Regions from separate parts of the Mus musculus genome. Here region 1 is linked to region 2. A link is a contact called in public HiChIP or PLAC-seq data. All regions are on one chromosome and are shown on one strand. Each heading gives the region's core, a stretch centred on a gene start, on an enhancer-like site or on the middle of the called end of the contact. The rest is flanking DNA. Distances are from core to core; before and after follow the strand shown.

Evidence for each region. HiChIP or PLAC-seq counts read pairs in DNA pulled down with a chosen protein or histone mark.
Region 1: a contact with region 2 is called in an H3K27ac HiChIP or PLAC-seq map of embryonic stem cells, with 12 read pairs. The contact joins two enhancer-like sites. A contact is called at or near these places in 10 of 39 promoter capture datasets (the HPC-7 cell line, HPC-7-derived erythroid cells, cranial neural crest and 5 more), 5 of 484 Hi-C or Micro-C datasets (bone marrow-derived macrophages, embryonic stem cells, hematopoietic stem cells and 1 more), 8 of 115 datasets of contacts at active chromatin or transcription factors (embryonic hindbrain, embryonic midbrain, embryonic stem cells and 1 more) and 4 of 9 other capture datasets (adipose tissue, liver, macrophages and 1 more).

Annotation. Positions count from the first base shown.
Region 1 is chr1:132,277,926-132,283,722 of GRCm38.p6, reverse strand. It overlaps Gm38446 (a long non-coding RNA gene), which reads left to right. Exons shown (of 4, transcript XR_387390.3): 2 at 3,195-3,349; 3 at 4,240-4,341; 4 at 5,034-5,208. It overlaps Gm29630 (a long non-coding RNA gene), which reads left to right and starts at 5,345. Exons shown (of 4, transcript XR_387388.2): 1 at 5,345-5,383. Within about 2 kb of position 1,627, at least 36 of the 459 cell types and tissues checked have an H3K27ac peak or open chromatin away from gene starts, as enhancers often do. A contact at or near this core is called in embryonic stem cells, where this site is marked.
Region 2 is chr1:132,209,865-132,215,313 of GRCm38.p6, reverse strand. It overlaps a transcript of Lemd1 not described here. Among named protein-coding and RNA genes, the nearest start is that of Lemd1, 14 kb to the left of the region's middle. Within about 2 kb of position 3,008, at least 54 of the 459 cell types and tissues checked have an H3K27ac peak or open chromatin away from gene starts, as enhancers often do. A contact at or near this core is called in embryonic stem cells, where this site is marked.

The DNA.
Region 1 (5,797 bases), core at 378-2,877, 70 kb before region 2:
CCAGCCTCTACATCCTGATTTTTTAAAAATGTGAGTTTATGTAACCAAGTAAATCAGCCTTGCCGCGTAGGGAGCACTCTTCGTCCCTGGTTTTCTGCCCAGGAAAAGAGAGAAGAGAATGGAATTCTAGAAGCAGAGAGGACTGCACGGGGAGGACATGCTGTCACAAGCTGTGTTGATTTCACAAGCAATGGACCTCCTGCGTAGACTCAGTTATCCTCAGTGTTTCTTGGGGCTTGAACACTGGCCTGTCAGCTGCAGGGGAAATGGCTCTGTAATTGAATTGCCTGTATTGGCTTAGCTCTAACATCATAAGAACGGAGTACAAGACCGTGACCTGCAGGCTAGTTGCCCCTTGTCCCACAAGACTCTCCATCACCCCTGTATCCACGACCACTATCCCTTTGTCTCCCAGCCTTCCTGCTGAGCTATGCTCTGGTCCCTGAGCGGAGTGGCATGGTGACTATTGGATGCAGGCTGTCACTCTTAATGAAGCGTTGGTCCACAGAGGCAATCGTCTATCACAGCAGTCCCAGGATGATCCGTGAGCTGCATGTTAGAAATGCCTGACAGAGATGGGCTACAGCTCAATTAAAGAGAAGCGTGTGCGTGCATGTGTGAGGGATGTACATGCGCACTCACACACCGGAGGCTAGAGAGTAGAGAGTACGAATCAAGTAAATCAAGTAAAAATGCTCCCGGAGGACGGGCCAGGAGCTAACAGCTTGCCTGAATGGCAGCGGCCTGGGAGACCATTGAGGTTAGACTATTTCTACCAAGTAGCTCCCAAACCTGGGAAGCTTGTAGGATATTGTTTTCTCATTCTATGGAGCGATGGATGTGAATTTAATAAGCCATGTATGAGGATAATTTTTAACTCAATTTGGGACTATCCAGTCTAAGAAAATAGTTCAGGGTGCCAGCTCTTTTGCTTTATTTGGAGTTATAAGATTTCATGAGAGGCGTGGGGGATGGAGGTCAGGGGCAGAGTCCTCAAGTGTTGCACACAAGGCCCTACGCTGGGCCTTTAGGAAACCCAGAGGAAAAAAGGAGGGCAATAAGAAGGTGATGGTGTTTCCAGTGTGGCATTCCCTTCAAGACTCCAACAGGGAAGAGAAGGGGATGAGCCGAAATTGTGACATCCAACCCCTAAGACAACTGTCGCTTGACTCTGAAGAGATGGTGGGCAGGTAACTCCAGCTCCAAAGGATCTGGGACTCCCTTGTGTCCTCTTCAAGCATCTGCACAGATCTGGCACACACACGGTATACACAAAAGAGGCGTGTGTGCACATACACACACATACATATGGTACACACACATAGCACACACAGCACTCACACACCACATACATATGGTACACACACCACACACACACACACACACACACACACACACACACCACAGTGGGCCAACACTGACTAGTTCAGTGAAGGGTTCCATGTACTCAGGTCCTCTCTCCTCACCCAAATCACAAGAGGCCAGAGCAGACATAAAGACAAGGGCTGGAGCTGACATCTCCTCTAATTTAAACTCTGCTCACAAAGAGGCCAGAGAACAGGGGGAGGAGGGATAGAAATCAAGTAAGTAAACGCCAGCCCTTCCAGTTGGTCAGAAGCCATTAGTCTGGCAGAGGATCCAATTAGAAACCGTTGAATTAGCATCGTAAAAGAGGAATGGAACAGGACAGGGCACAGCAGGGGAGGGACAGAAAAAGTGAGACAGGAGGCAGAGATCAATAGAGGATTACCATAAGATGTGCAAATGACAGGAGATCAGCAGAGAGATGCCTTCCACACAACAGGGCACCCACGCCAGACACCCGGCATAAAACATCCACACAGTTCCGTGGTCTTCTCAGATCCCATCTCAGGGCTGGACTATTTTGGAAGAGATTTCTCCCTTTTGCTTGAAACTATAGACAAATGGGCAGCTTTCAGGCATTCGGGGGAGGGGGAGTGTTGGAAATTAATGGAAAAACAGAAAGGGAGTGACCCTCTGCAGGCAGTGCTGGGAGGTGCATTGTTTCCCTGTGAAGCTACTTGGACAGATTGGAAATGCATTGGATTGCCACGTTGAGTCACACAGGCAGTAAAAATTATTTAATGTTGTGTACAGTGCTTGCCAATGCTAAGCCTTTCTTTCACTTTCTCATTTTAACAAACTTTCTCACTTTAAATTTTAAAATTTCTTATTTTCTTGTCCAGAGAGAGATTATGGTTCCCTCCCTTTCTCCTAAACCAGAAGATTTCAGGGCAATACTCTTAAAAGCCGAATCATTTGCCTGTGGTTGCCACGAGCTTCTGACCCCAGGGGTGGGGGGATAATATACTGAAGAAGAAAATGAAAGTTGCCCTAAGTTAGGACAGCCAGGGCTCAGGGGCACACAAGGCATGGGACATCCATCTTTAGAGAGCAGAGGCCACTTGAGGCAGAGACAGTAGGTTCCCATTTATAGACCGGTGTGCAATGAGGATTGCCAGGTAAAATACAGGAAACCCAGGTAAGTTGGAATAGTTAGGGTCAACTAAAAATGATTTATTGACTAGCTGGGCGTGGTGGCGGACTGAAATTCAGATTGAAGTGGGTGCTCCATATTGCTCTTTACTAACTGGTTGGAGATATGTACATATATATGTATATATAAAGAAATAACTAATCCATCAAGTCTCAGCCTCAGCACTCTATCAAGGGCTTGAGCGTGGCTTGACGTAAGTAATGTCTGCAAACATCTCTGTAAAGTGAGCATAGGCAAACCTGCTTCACGGTTGAGGAAGCTGGGGATTTAAAGGTTTAAGTAAGTGACTCAGAGTCAAACTGGAAGAAAGCCACGGGATGAGCTCTACCCTAGGTCCAATCAATTCCCAGATGCCTACTTGTAGCCTTCCACAAGCCAGAAGCAGGCTGAGCCAGACCTTGACTTTGCTACACCACTAAGGAGATCACCTAGGGTGGAGCCTGCCTCCCTGGATCATTCTATTGTTCAGCCACTGCCACTGCTGCTACCTGCTGGGAGTCGGCCTAGCTGTTCCAGAGTCTACATCTGATCCTACACATGGTCACCTCCAGCTTGGGAATGGGCGTCCCCTCTCCTTTATAAAGCGTGTCTACCATTAAAAATTTGAACCTTGAGCAGACTAGTTGTCTTGGTTCCATTATTTCTCTACCCGTCTAGATTCCCTCTTCTCTTCCAGCTCCAAGATGCCTCCCAGACTTAAACATGAGAGCCGCAGGCCAGCCCCAACACCTACTGAAAAGCCAGGTGAAGGAGACTGAGAGCTGAGCATCCTTGCTTGAATGTCAGGTTAGGACAGACTCAGGTCTCAAGCCAAAAGGATGGCTCACTGAGGTAAGTGTTTCTTGTTCTTTCAAAGGACCCTGTTCAGTTCCCAGAAACCATGTTCTGTTGCTCACAACTATCAGGAATAATTAAAAATAATTAAAGCGCCGGGCAGTGGTGGCGCACAGTTTTAATCCCAGCACTTGGGAGGCAGAGGCAGGCAGACCTCTGTGTGATCAAGGCCAGCCTGGTCTATATAGCAAGCTCAAGACCAGCCAATGCTATACAATGAGGCCCTGACTCAGCATAAATAAGTAAATAAATAAAGTTTTTGTTTTGTTTTTTAAATGAAAAATGTAGCATTAGCTAGATGTAGGTCCACATCCTCACTTGATCACAAACCAACCTTCTGAGTCTAACTTCCTTCCATATAAAATCAGCATTATATAATGCCTACTTCACAAAATTACTGAGAGAAGTGAATGAAATAATTCATGCAAGGTACTTAGCATAACTCCAGGTATACTGCAAGCTCTTAATCAAGGTTGCTTATGCTACTGAGGTTGGACAAGCTCCGGCTTTTGCATGTAATCACAGATCATCCTTACTTCCTGTACCTTCAGTTACACAGGATAGCCTCTGGAGATGTATGTGCACAGGTACGTAGCGTTTCCAAGAAATACATCTGTCAGATGGACAAACACACACTTCAAAGTCACAAGCCCCAGCCAGGAGATAGCCAGACTTTAACATGGGTGGAGCTTTGTGGCACACTCAGGTGGGGAATATGTACAAAGAGTCTATCTATATTTCTGATAAAGGTCTGTGAAGCTGCTTAGGAGTGCGTAGTCTAGACCAGAGCAGCCAGGAGATATCAGGGTTTCCATAGCTTCTACCTTGATAATTTTTCTATTTAAATGTGACCACAGAAGCTCAATATTTAATATTAACATTTACAGGTCAGGATGAGAAAGCACAGCTCCTTCTGAACCTGTGAAAAGACTTGCTAACTTGCTTGGATTGGATATTAATGTAAAAAGCTAACAGCAGAAGAGGGAACTGTAAGTAACAGCTTTCACGGTTTCCATTTTTCTGCTAGCTCCATCTTTTATTGACTGATTGACGTGGCCTCAGGAGAGTCCACATGCCACTCACATCATCATGCCCCGCCTCTCGAGGCAGCAAAGCCTGAGGACATACATCACCAAGGCATCAGACAGCAGCATAGACCTCATAGGTCCACATGGATCTCAGGTTTTATCAGGGCCTGGGGCAGCAGCATGGACCACAGACACCAACATGGCCTCTGGTGGCATCGCAGACCACAATGGTCCTTCAAGGAGGTCCAATCCAGAAAGTGAACCCTTCCTCATCTCAAGTCTCTGTGGTTGCCCAGAACCAGGGCAGTCCTGCAGCTGGGCAGCATATTCAGGGTCCGAGTCAGTGTCTACATAAGCTCCAGGCTAGTGCACACCATCCTGCTGACCCTCCTGGGCAATGACGGCATCTCCACCCCAGCTCTCTCTCACACTCGGCACTGCCATCCTGTCTACAGTTCTACCTCTTTCCATAGTGCACGAACCCCTCCATTTTTTCTCTTCCCCTCTCCTCCATCACACATTTGTTCACCACACCGCTGCCCATCACCCGGAACTGAGTGGTGGGGTGTCTTCTGCCTCTCAGCCAGCTTTTATTTTTTTTGAGATGGGGTGTTAAGTTACTATGCCCTCAACTTGTGATTCTGTTGTCTCAGTCATTCAGGTCCTAAGATGATGGGCACATGCCTACACAACCAGCCCTCTGGATCCATTTACCAGTTCAAATGAGGAAAGACACATACAGAGAAGACAAAAACACAAAGGAGTCTGTGACAGTTTGTCTATGCTTGGCCCAGGGAGTGGCACTATTAGAAAGTGTGGCCTTGTTGGAGTGGGTGTGTCACTGTGGGCGTGGGTTAAGACCCTCATCCTAGCTGCCTGGAAGTCAGTCTTCCCCTAGTTGCCTTCATGTGAAGATGTAGAACTCTCAGCTCCTCCTGCATCATGCCTGCCTGGATGCTGCCCTGCTCCCACCTAGATGATGATGGACTGAACCTCTGAACCTGTAAGCCAGCCCCGATTAAATGTCATCCTTTATAAGACTTGCCTTAGTCGCCGGGCAGTGGTGGTGCACGCCTTTAATCCCAGCACTTGGGAGGCAGAGGCAGGCGGATTTCTGAGTTCGAGGCCAGCCTGGTCTACAAAGTGAGTTCCAGGACAGACAGGACTATACAGAGGAATCCTGTCTCGAACCGCCCCCCCCCCCACCAAAAAAAAAAAGACTTGCCTTAGTCATGGTAGCTGGTATAGCAGTAAAACCCTAACTAAGACAGAGTCTGAATCTCAGAGAAAGGGAGATACCTGTGTTCAGAGGAATTGCAGGGAGCTGGGAGGCAGAGGCAGGCATAGCTTGTGAGTTGCATTCCAGGATAGCCAGAGCTACATAGCAGGGCTGGAGAGGTGGAGAGCAGTTTATAGT
Region 2 (5,449 bases), core at 1,759-4,258:
GCTGTTGGTGGCAGGGTTTCTCTGTGTAGGCCTGGCTGTCCTGGAACTCAATCTGTAGATCAGGCTGGTCTCGAATTCACTTTAGTTTTTGAAACAGTCTCTCATCACACCAATTCAGCCAGAAGCCAGACTGGATGGCCAATGGGGTCCAAGGATCCTCATGGCTACGCCAGCCCAGTGCTGAGACAAAGGAGACATGCAGCTTTTACATGGTGCCAGGGATCCAAACTCATGTTCTTATGTTTGCACAACCTTCTATCAAGCCTTGCTTTATTTTTTTTAATTTTAAATTTATTTTTATTTTATGTTTATGGTGTTGTGCCTGTAGGTATATCTTACCAGGAGAAACCATCCAATCATCTGCAACTGGATGTCTACAATTACAGACACTTGAGCTACCTATGGTTCTGAGACCCAAATCTGCTCTCTTCAGCTCTCTGCTTTGGTTTTGGGGTTTTTTTGTTGTTTTTGTTTTTTTGTTTTGTTTTGTTTTGTTTTTGTTTTTTCGAGACAGGGTTTCTCTGTATAGCCCTGGCTGTCCTGGAGCTCACTTTGTAGACCAGACTGGCCTCGAACTCAGAAATCTGCCTGCCTCTGCCTCCCGAGTGCTGGGATTAAAGGCGTGCGCCACCACGCCTGGCTTGCTTTGGTTTTTTGAGACAGGGTATCACCACATAGCCCAGGCTGACCTGGATGACTTTCTTCTTCTTCTTTCCTTCTCCTTCTCCTTCTCCTTCTCCTTCTCCTTCTCCTTCTCCTTCTCCTTCTCCTTCTCCTTCTCCTTCTCCTTCTCCTTCTCCTTCTCCTTCTCCTTCTCCTTCTCCTTCTCCTTCTCCTTCTCCTTCTCCTTCTCCTCCTCCTCCTCCTCCTCCTCCTCCTCCTCCTCCTCCTCCTCCTCCTCCTTCTCCTTCTCCTTCTCCTTCTCCTTCTCCTTCTCCTCCTCCTCCTTCTCCTTCTCCTTCTTCTCCTTGTTTATGAGTGTGAGTACACAGTTGCTGTCTTCAGACACACCAGAAGAGGGCATCAGATCCCATTACAGATGGTTGTGAGCCACCATGTGGTTGCTGGGAATTGAACCCAGGACTTCTGGAAGAGCAGTCAGTGCCCTTAACAGCTGAGTCATCTCTCCAGTCCTGACCTGGACTTCTTGATTCCCTTGCTCATCCTCCTGGGTGCTGCGGTTGTCTTCAGGTCCCGTCATGCTAGACTTTTAGTTTTGATTTTTCAAGACAGAGTTTCTCTGTGTAGCCCTGGTTCACCTGGAACTAACTCTCTCTCTCTCTCTCTCTCTCTCTCTCTCTCTCTCTCTCTCTCCCTCTCTCTCTCTCTCTCTCTCTCTCTCTCTCTCTCTCTCTCTCTCTCTCTAAACCAGACTGGCCTTAAACTCAGAGATCCACCTGCCTCTGCCTCCCAAGTGCTGGGATTAAAGGTGTGCGCCCCCACTGCCTGGCTATTCTGGCCTTTTTTTAAAGGACAGATTTTACAGGAATAGGGGTCCTGTGAAGCCATGTCGATATCTCCAGCCATTCTATGGCTCTGCTCATGTGGCTGCCCCATTATGTTAGGAGGGCAAGAAGGTAAAGTATTAAAGGGAACAGGGGTTTACTGGGAGACTACGTGCAGGCCCGGGATGGACAGAAATCTAGAGTCAGAACATCAGTTCTAATCTCATTCTGTGACTTGCATAGCAAACAAACAGATTTATGAGAAGAGGAAAAAACAAAAAAAACAAAAAACGCGGCCTGTGAAGACAGTTGGAATGCTAAAGAGGCAGAGACCCCATAACCCACCCTAAATAGGCGATCAGAGACAAGAAAAGGCGCTTGTCCCAGGAACTTGCTCCTCTGTTCCTTAAGCCTGCTTTCTAGCTATTAACTGTCCTTGCTGTGCCTTGCTCCAGAAGGACATTTTTCTCAGCTGTCTATTTTGGTGTTTGTTGGGGGGAGGGGGCATTCGGGGTCATTGTCTGCGAATGAATCCTGGACAGCAGGAGCCTGCTGCTCTCGCTCCTCTGCCTGTCATCTGTCACAGAGCCAGAGCAGCCTGCAGCTAGGCTGTGGACTGCCTAATGAAGACAGAGAGGTGGTTCTGGCTGTGCACAGGTGTCGCTTCCCCATTAATGGAGGTGACATTCCGAAACACTACTCATTATAGAGCAGACATTGGACAGGGCTGGGACACATATTGATGGCAGCAGGGCCAGCCAGCGTCTGTCTCAAATCCCATTGCCCCTGAGCAGGGAGCGAGAGGGACAGAAGCATCCTGAGAGTGTCAAATCTACGGGCCCCTCTCTTTCCAGAGAAAAATGAATTCTCTACAGGCCTGACATTGGGGAGCAAGTCATTTTTTCTGCTGCTTTCTGACCCAAGGGTTAGGCCCACCCCAGTGCTGACCAACCCACATAGAATTCCTCAGTTTGTGTCCTCCTCGGAATGGCTTATAGGGCCAATGAATGTGGGTCATGTCAACTTCAGGCTTCCACATAGAGGCTCTGATGGCTCTCTTGGCAGTGGAAATTGACCCACCTTGTAACTAGGAGGGTATAGGTGCAGAAAACTTACAGGTTGGGGGCTGTCAGGGTCCCGGGACACATGGACACGGACAGAGGAAATGAAAACTGGACAGTTTCCTCTTGTCCTTACAGACTTTGATTGATTCCTGTAGGACAGGAACGGCCGACCCATCATCTTGAAGACACAGCTCCCAGAGCTAAGAGTAAAGTGGCCAAAAGAAGAGCTGCTACATGCAAGCACACACCCCTCAAAATTCCTGACGCCACCTTCCCTGGTCCCAGGCTTCGCGCACGCGCATTAGGCCGCCCCCGCGCAGCTTGGTTTTAAACTCGTGGCAGACGGAACTCGACTTAAAAATAACTGTTTTGACAGTTGCGATGTAAATATGTGAGTGACGCGTGGGGCTGTTTTTCCTTCGAGCTTCTCCCATTCCCCGGGCCAATCCTACACCCCACCCCACCCCGGCTCCGCTGAGGCTGAGATGACTAGAGCGCCTCCTGCAGGATACTCAGCACACTGCAGTGGAAGAATTCCCTTCCAACACACCACACCGCACCCACCATTCCTGTTTTTGCAGTTTTGAGATGAACCTTGCTATTTATCACAGACTGCCCTTCAATTCACAATCCTGTGTCTCAGCCTTCTCAGTGCTGGGATTAACAGGCGTGCGCAGCCCTCCTCACAACCCCATACCTACCCGTCTTCAGTTCAGTTTGACCTGTATTTACTAAGTCTCTCCTCTACACCCAGCACTGCGCTAGCTACAGTAGAACATGTGAGAGATACGAAAGGCAGACTGGCTATTTGTAACGCTTCCAACCGAGCGTCTCAGTTACCGTATCTTGAACACCTACCTGCCCAGGGCCAGGTACTAAGCTAGGAGAACGCCTGAACAAAGTTACCTTACTCAGCGCGGAAGAATTCCCTTTCAACATACCACACCGCAGGCGGCACAGAAACTCAAGGGGCGTTTTACTCTCTGCATTTTACAAGTGGCTAAGAGACCTGTGGGACATGAAGCAGCTTCAGTAGGCAAGCACAATTAGAACATGGAGCTGGGAACCTCAGTCTCTTCCTGTCCCCATAAGCCATCTTGTGATGGAAGGGCAGCAGTCATCCTCTCTATAGGTAGGGAATGAGGTCTATCAGGACACCAGCGAGTCATCTAAGATAAAGCCAGGACCATCAAGGACACTTTGAGTGTCCGTGCCAGCCTGCTCTTTCTGTCTTTCTAGTCAGACAACAGAAGGAAGGGACAGAGTGTACGTTGTCCTTGAGATTTCCAAACTATCTCTTACAAAATGTGAAAGAATGAGAGGAAGGAAGGTTGGAGTGTGAACCAGTGTATGCTCCGGTATTTATACCCAGCACGGTCTGAGACAGAGCAGATAGGGCAAGCTTCCAAGCTGACTTTTGAACTAAAAGCATTGGATGTGGGTCTGTCCCAGGTTAAGCCTTTATGAATACCTTGTCAGAGTCCATGCTGAGCGTGGTCTGTCCTTCACTGTCCAGACAGTGTCCTGTGCCCTTGGTTAGGTGTCCACTGATGCTCTCGGGTACTTTACATTTTATCTTCATGTATGGGTTTTTGTCTATGCCTGCTTGTCCCTATGAGCACCATGCACATGCAGGAACCTGAGGAGGACAGAAGAGGGCGCTGGATCCTCTGAAACTGGAGTTACGAGCAGTTTGTAAGCTGCTCCATATAAGAGTTGGGAACTGAACCCGGGTCTTCTGCTAGAGCAGTGCTCTCAACCACTGTGCCATCTCCCCAGCCCTGCTCTCGGGTTTGTTTCTCCCCCTTCCTGTCCCAGGAGAACCTCTGAGGCAGCCGCTGGTGCTGGGAAATGTCTGTTAGTCACACAGCATTCCTCCCTCCTGAATGTTAACCCTGTAGGATCAAAGGTTTGTGTCAAAGCACTAATGCAATGCCAGGAGTCAGACTCTGGGGGCCGAGAGGAACTTGGGAACAAGTGGACTCACTTGTGACAGAAGAGGCTCCCACAACATGGTAATACCATATTGGCTTTCGCCTGTGCATACAGCCAGGCTCAGCTCCGAACCCATCTCCTCTGAGAAGCTTTTCCTGGCTCTCAAGCCCCGAAGCACTTTGCTTGAGCTCTGCCTAGAGGATCCTTGAGTCTTGTCATGTTGCTTTCTGTCATGTCTCGAGTTCCTAAGGAGTGGGGGCACCGCTGACATCCTGTTTCTCCTCAGTGGCGCCCACAGTGTCCTGCTCAGGGTCAGGATTCAATACTGACTTTATGAATTCAATGAACAATAGCACTCATTTCTTCAGGGTGAAAACGGATGCAGATAGCAGCGGGCAAGCATGCAAGCTGACAGTTGAGTCAAAAGCATAGGATGTAGGTCTGTCCTGGTTAAGCCTTCATGAATACCTTGTGCCAGGCATTAAGGAAGCTCAGCTGGGAGAAGAGAGCCATCCTGACCATGACCAGTCAGTCCACTGCTGTCTACAAAAACTGCGCATCATCTGTAATCCTCCGCCTTCAGGAAGCTCAAGGAGGAGGATCAGATGTCCGAGGCCACCCCAGGTAGCAGAGTAAGTACCTAGGCCAGCCTGGGCAATAGAGAAAGATCCTGCCTAAAGACCATAGTTTATCAATTCATGTACAGCTGTCACGTGACTTGCCTTAAACCAGCCCTTCCTTATAGAAGGCTGGCTTTGAGGCTATGGCTGATGGCTTAGGTTCTCTGTCCTTTCTTTGGGGCCCCATTTCCTCACAGTAAGTAGAATCTCTGCCCTACCCCCTCCATCCTTTTTAGAGCTCTAATGATATATAATTCATAACACCTGGTAATCTTTGTTCTGAATGCAGCTCAGACTTTCTTTCCTTGCAAGACCGACAATCACGCATTCTGTCAATAGTTCTGAGAAGCCCAAGTAAAGATCTTTATTTTATATTAAAGTAGCT